Regions from separate parts of the Bicyclus anynana genome. Here region 1 is linked to region 2. Evidence: chromatin contacts called from public Hi-C data. All regions are on one chromosome and are shown on one strand. The core of a region is the stretch at or near the end of the contact, and the rest is flanking DNA. Distances in the headings are between cores, read along the strand shown.

Region 1 (3,460 bases), core at 55-2,554, 36 kb after region 2:
GTTACATCGATAAATTAGCATACATATATCTAAATCGCAAGGTCCACGTTTGACGAGAGAGCCAAATGCATCGCCTTTAATACTTACATAACATGTGACCTTGTCACAAGTTGAATATTCTGTGTGCAATGTATTCAACGTCTATTAATTAGTAGTGCCGTGCCCATACGTACCTACTCCGTACTATTCACGGTACGGCACATCACAAAGAGATGTCGGCTACAGTACGATTTATTTATAGTCCGTTCATGTAATTTATATAACGGAAGAGTTCGATATCTGTCTGTCATACGCAATTTTCTGCAATGTATTTATGACAGGCCGATCCGCTTGTGTTTTTGCTCGGGTGGTATTACCTTGTATTAACTATACTAATATTAAAAAGATGACATATTTGATTGTTTGTTTGCATTGAATATATTTTAAAACTATTGGAACAATTTGAAAAATTCTTTCACCAATAGAAAGCTACATTATCCGGGAGTAACGGGCTATATTTTGTCCTCGTATTTCCACGGGAATGGGAACTACGCGTGTGAAACTAGGAGGTTCTGGTAGTAGTTAATACAATGTAGCAGTCGCCTCGCGGTTTCGTTTGTGTATTTCCCGTTACTGTGCGAAAACGGGGATCAAATATAGCCTATGGCATTCACCAATAACTTGGCTTTATAAAGGTAAAAGATTTTCAAAATTGGTTGAGGAGACCCTAGAGTTTACACCTACAAACTTTACTTCTTAATAATATTAGTATAGATTACATCGACCCCCCACCAGGTGGTCTGACGACATCAAGCGAGTCACAGGGATTTGGTGGATGCAGGAGGCTCAGGATCGTGATGTTTGGAAGTCCCTACAAAACGTCTATCGACATCTATCGGCTGATATAATGATGATGATGATTCTTTAGACGTTTGGAATGGAAGCAACCTATTTTGCGAGTTGCAATGAATTTGATAGAGTAGGTATTGTTCCCATAATTAAATTTGCTATCCAAAACCGAAACAATGTTTCAATTCGAACAGTTCCTCAGATTAGCGCTTTCAACCAAACAATCAATTCCGCTTAATAATATATGAAAGCTCACTAATTGCTTTTATGGCATCAGGAAACATGTGATCATAGTACGGAACACGAATTAAGAAATAACAGCATGCACTTGATTCTTTCAATGGGTATCAATTAAAGCCATTTACGGCGGATCTGTCGGACGAACCGACTCGTTTCTTCGTTACGCTTGTGTGCGTGAAATGCGGAAGGGCACGTATTGGTGTAAGGGCGTTTGAATGCTACGGACATATACGTGTCACCGTACTCTGGCTATTGAAACGTGTGGATATGTGTAATCCAAAGATTTTATACTATAGATAGGTCACTACCGCGTCAAAACTGAGGCGAGACGCCTAAGGCTGGCCGCCTTCATTTTCGTATTCGTTTTCGTTTATGCATAATTACGATTTGGAATTCTGTGTTACCACTAGAAAGCCGTGTTAGTTTTGAGTGTCCTAGGCTATATTTTATCCCCATATTCTCACGAGAACGAAATTTACGCGGGTGAATCCGCCGGGCGTCGGATAGATGTTTTTATAGGTATGTTAGCTGGTTTCAAGAAAATCCTTTTAAAGATCATGAAGAAGGGCTCATCATCATTATCAACTCATATTTGGCTCACTGCTGAGCACGGGCCTCCTCTCAGAATCTCTCTCCGACTCGTGGTCTCCTCTCAGAAGAAGGAATGAAAGTTTTATATTTAAAGTTCTTCACTTTAAAAGAAAACTACTACTATAAAAATGTTTTGTGTTTCCAGAATTCTCAAAATAACACGGCATGAAAAATAAAATATAACCGGATTTTATCCGGACGTAGTCGCTGGCGTTTGCGAGTTAACTTAATAAACGTGACGTAGATATCCACCTACTCGGATATTTTTCATACGGAAGAGTTACTGCATAGAGGAAGCGATTATTATCCGATAACGATACTGGCACGACGTAACTGTATATTTTTTTCTTATTAAAAAAAAAAAGAAACAAACGTCAAACAGACAATCCGTGTGCCACGAAAATCACAAAAGTTATATTTTTAGAATTGTTTAAATCGGTGAATTATTTATTTATTTTTTTAATATTGTGTTGTACAAGATGTAACTTTTAATATTATAATACGTTTGCAGTATACAAAAAATGTCGCAAAATATATTTTCATTTTTTTAAACAAGCACTTGTCATTCACTTACCGAATAACTGTCGAAATGTTTAATTATATAACAAGTTAGAAATAAATCAATAATGGAAAATGACCCCAACAAAAAAGAGTCTAAAGGGAAGCGATTGTGGAAGAGGGCCCTCAGGCGTCGGAACAGTAAATCTAACAGCAACAGTCAGAACTCCTCGCTCGACCAGAGTGCCGGTGTATCGAGGTCGAAGAGTGTGGAAAATAATCTTCAGTCAGTTCAGATAAACGATACCACACCGCTGCTGGAAGGTATCCACGAGCAATCCGAGCCCAAGCTCACAATAGTTGAGAAGACATCGAAGAAACTATCCGCCCAGGACCGCCCTTCTGAGTTGAAATTGAAGAAATCAGTCGGAATTAACGAGGAAAACAACACGATTATCCAGGAAGAGCCACAAGCCAATTCCAGAGATGCTAGCAACACTTTCTCTAAACCGAAGAGCTTGGAGGCAGAGGGTAGCAAAAAAAGTCTAAAACGGGTCGGTCACTTTAGATTTCACAATGTGTTTATAAGTACTTGTAGGAGACGTTGACGACTTTGTTAGCCCCCTTATTCTTGGTATTTACAAAAACATACTTTCATAAAAATTTTCCTATATAATTTATTCAAGTGCTAAAAAGTAAAATCCAACTGGTAGATCCAGAGATAAGCGCGCTTAAACAACTAAACAAACGAACTATTCTGCCTTATAAAATATTAGTATTAGTATAGAATTGTACTGTATATTTTATAGTATTGTTGATATTGAACTCACTTTCTTCATACGCGTTACTATGCGGATGTTATGCTATTCTGCATGAAGAAATTTCAAATCCAAGCGACAACGTTATTTAGACCTGACGAAAAAAATCTTTACGTTTCACAGTATTCTCAGAAATCGTAGCAACTTGGAGAGATGTTCACATTACGGTTTCGATTCGATTTTCGAAAGGTTATCTTCAGCAGCAGATGTATGATGTGATAGGTAGCAACGACAGTGATTGTACAATCATTTTGCCGGCAGGTCCCAGGACTTGTGACCTTGGGTGTAGGTTTAAGGGATCCCTTTAGAATGCATCTACACACACTAATACCACGTGTGTTCAAGAAACTCGTAACAAATGTTGATGTTAATGATGTTGATGTTCAATTGCGAAGTTGTCGCTGGGATTCTTGTGTTTTTATTAAAATATTGATTTATTTATCAGTTGTTCAAGATTGTTAATGTGTTGTGAATTATATCATTAT
Region 2 (3,289 bases), core at 693-3,192:
AAAAGTAGGTCTCTATTCGTTGTTGACAAAACATAACCTCTAAAACTTCAAACATAAATATCTCGAATTCCAGACTTCACATAATATTAAACCATAAGAATAAATTGTTAAGAAAATAATTATCTATCATTTTATATTTTTTTCATTCATAGACGCTTAAAAAAAATGTCAGCAAAAATTTGTTTGGAAATAGACCATTGTCCTTTAGTTGGATACAAATTTAAAAATAAATCATAAAATCTCTTCACAGCTGACAGCAGTTTTATTTTTAAAGTTCATTCCGGCCCTTAGGTGGGAATTTGTATGAGTTATTCCCTCCCTGGAGCAACATTTTCCACCCAATACTCAGATCAAAACAACACTACTTTCCGAGTATGAGAAATGAAATAGTAGATTGTTATACAAGGGGCTAAAAAGACCCATTATATACGAGGTATTTTTAGGGCCCGAGACGCAGGTGAGAGCCGCCTAAATAGAAACCGAGTTTATAATGGGTTTAGCCCCACGTGTTACACTCTGCTTTTCACTACGATTGCGAGAAAATAAAATAGTTTAGTACAATATTCAATGATTTATTTTAATTGAAAATTAAATGTACAAAGTCTACAATTTTGGATATTAAGGGAGTTTCTTTTACCCAGTAACATAATTTCCGACTACTGTGAAGATGAATAATAAGTAGGTATGTAAGATAAACGTGGTAGATAATAGTTTAAAAAAACTCCTTTCATAAGCGAATCCATTCGTTGTTGTTTTCTCCACTTATAAAACTTTTCTTAGGTAAGTACCTATTTAAGTAAATGCGTCTCGACTTTGATGGTAACAAATTGAAAATTTTATCCATCTCCAAATTAGGATCACCATTCTCACTAGATGAAGACAATAATAACAATTATTGTTGAAAAATATGTAAGTTACGGTCACAAATTGACAATGAATTTCTGAAAAAAATCAAGTGTGTATCACGCCAATTGTTTTTTAATTTAATTTTTTTCACATGAGAAAGAGGCAAAGGTTTACACCGTTAAGGATGTCCCATGTCTTCAAATCTCGTTCTATTCGCAAATCAATAAAAAAATAAACGCATTCCACAGACAAGAACGCTGCATTTCATTCCAATTTAAAGTTTTTTATTTATTTTTCAAAACAATCAGTGCCTTACCTGTAATGATTCTATTTTCGAATAAAACCTCCTCCGTTTTATAGTAGGCTAGTACTTAGCTAGTACTCGTAACAGACAAGAATTAAAAAACAAAATTACTTTAGCCCCTAGAGGCTAATATACTTGTTTAGCCCCGCTGTGGAGTGGTAATATGACAGTGTTTTTGAGCAAGAGTAGTGAAAAATATATTTATTGGTGTTAACTATTTTCGATGTGTGAGTTTACCTCAGTCCCTCAAAAAGGTAGTAGTCCTTATGTAATTAATCTGAGCAAGAATGCTTATGCTGTTATAAGGTTTTGATAGGCAGATTTTTTTTATTATTTTTATTATAATTTATTACACTTATTTTTTATTATAATTTTTTTAATTAGTTACTATCAAAAGCACTACGAGGTCGGAGAGTACAAGAACTTGAGAATGGCTTTAGTACTTTCAAAGAGTTTTTAAAAGCATTCTTAACTTTATTCTTATTTCTTTACCATTTTAACTTAACCTTTATGTTTATTTTTGGATAAGTTAAAATCGAGGCTCTGAGTCGAGATGAAAACACTTGGAGAGTGGCAGGTTTCACGGAGTTTAAAAAAAGAAATGGTTGCGTTTTGGGACGCATTACAGAAGTTGTAACTTACGAGTAAACCTGCTGTCGTATGCGTGAGAGAAAAGGACACAATAGCGTCGTCGTTTTACCTCCAACACTTTAATATTTTACTGAAAAGATAACGACTTCGGGGGTAGTTTTGCGTTTAGGTTTCAGGATTCCATGTATTCTAAGCTTTAAGTTTAAAACGGCAAATGGCAACACTTATCTGGTCACGTGATTAGTCTGGGTTTTGCAAACGGTGAGTGGAGTGCCTTGTCATCAGTCCTTTGAGTTTTTGGATGATTTTCTTTGGAATTCATATTCAAAGTGAGTAATTTACAAAAGAGAATTAATATTGTACTGCATTTAACTTAAATATGGTGTTTGAACGTGACTGTGTGATGTGCTTCTATATGATGAAATTGTACCTTGTTCCGTGACTAGTGTGATATGACGCCATTTTCTTCGTGAATGCCAATTATCGAAGTTCTTCAATATTTTCTTTGTTTCTTCAGTCCAGCAATACGAGACACTGTAAATAATTTAATATTTAATCATCACGCGTATGTTTCTCGTAGATAGCCTCTATAGATATTACTTTAATCCTCATCATCGCACTTTCATTAGAGTGTACCTTGCACGCATTTCATTAATGATACCACCTCCAAGGCGTATATTATGCATATTAGTTTGATTTCCTACTGTAAACATGCGTGAAAATTAGCTTAAATGCGTTGCCCATAACGTTTAAGTCGTAGTTACCAGCATGTTTCTAGAAATTCACTTGCGTAGTTAATTTTTTGGTGCATTAATGTGTCGTGAAGTGACGTTATAAAAACCTACCTACTTCGATAACTCGTGAGTCAACAACTTCGTGTATTCTCTTAGTAATTTCCTAATTCCTAGGGTTTCTTTACATGGGAGATTAAACAAGTGAAAAAGACCTATAAAAATGTTGTGCTTTCATTGTTTGTAACAAAACAATGAGTCAATGACAGTTCAAACAGGTTTTTTTAGGTTATGAATAGATTTTTTAATTATAACTTCTGAGTTTATTTGCTCTCTACATTATACATCGACTGAATTATTTAATGCTTATGTATAATGTGGTTTGGATATCAATATGAATAAAATAGAAAGTGTTTATATCTTACCTATATTTCGATATACGAATGACTACTCTAAATGAACCTGATTTGCAGTGTTTGCTATTTTCCATTTTATTCACCATGTCTACATTATACCTACATGAGCTATAATTTTGAAATATATTACATATAAAATATTAACAATTTTGTAGGATCACTGATACTTCTTACTTTTTTAACGTTCAACTATTTTTTTATAATTGAAAATCCCATATGATTTATGGAAATGTTACCATAGGCCAATTCTCTTTATATAGATGAGGTATTTACATTTAGTTTTTATGCTTAATTTTTTTAAAGACTTTAACACTACTTATTGCTTATTGGATTTAATAATTTGTTCTAGAATTAACTCATAAAGTAAATTTGTTATACAGATAAGATATAGTATGTATATA

The links. A called contact is a pair of places that touch in the nucleus more often than the background predicts.
Region 1: a Hi-C map of whole body shows a contact between it and region 2, with 2.9 times the contacts expected there. The contact joins the enhancer-like site here to the promoter of LOC112049870 in region 2. A contact is called at or near these places in 2 of 2 Hi-C or Micro-C datasets (whole body and whole larva).

The regions. Positions count from the first base shown.
Region 1 is chr10:3,573,152-3,576,611 of ilBicAnyn1.1, forward strand. The region is part of intron 5 of LOC112049870 (AN1-type zinc finger protein 6); the gene reads left to right. Among protein-coding and RNA genes, the nearest start is that of LOC112049854, 32 kb to the right of the region's middle. Within about 2 kb of position 1,305, at least 7 of the 8 cell types and tissues checked have open chromatin away from gene starts, as enhancers often do.
Region 2 is chr10:3,536,171-3,539,459 of ilBicAnyn1.1, forward strand. LOC112049870 (AN1-type zinc finger protein 6) reads left to right here and starts at 1,943. Exons shown (of 7, transcript XM_024087914.2): 1 at 1,943-2,070.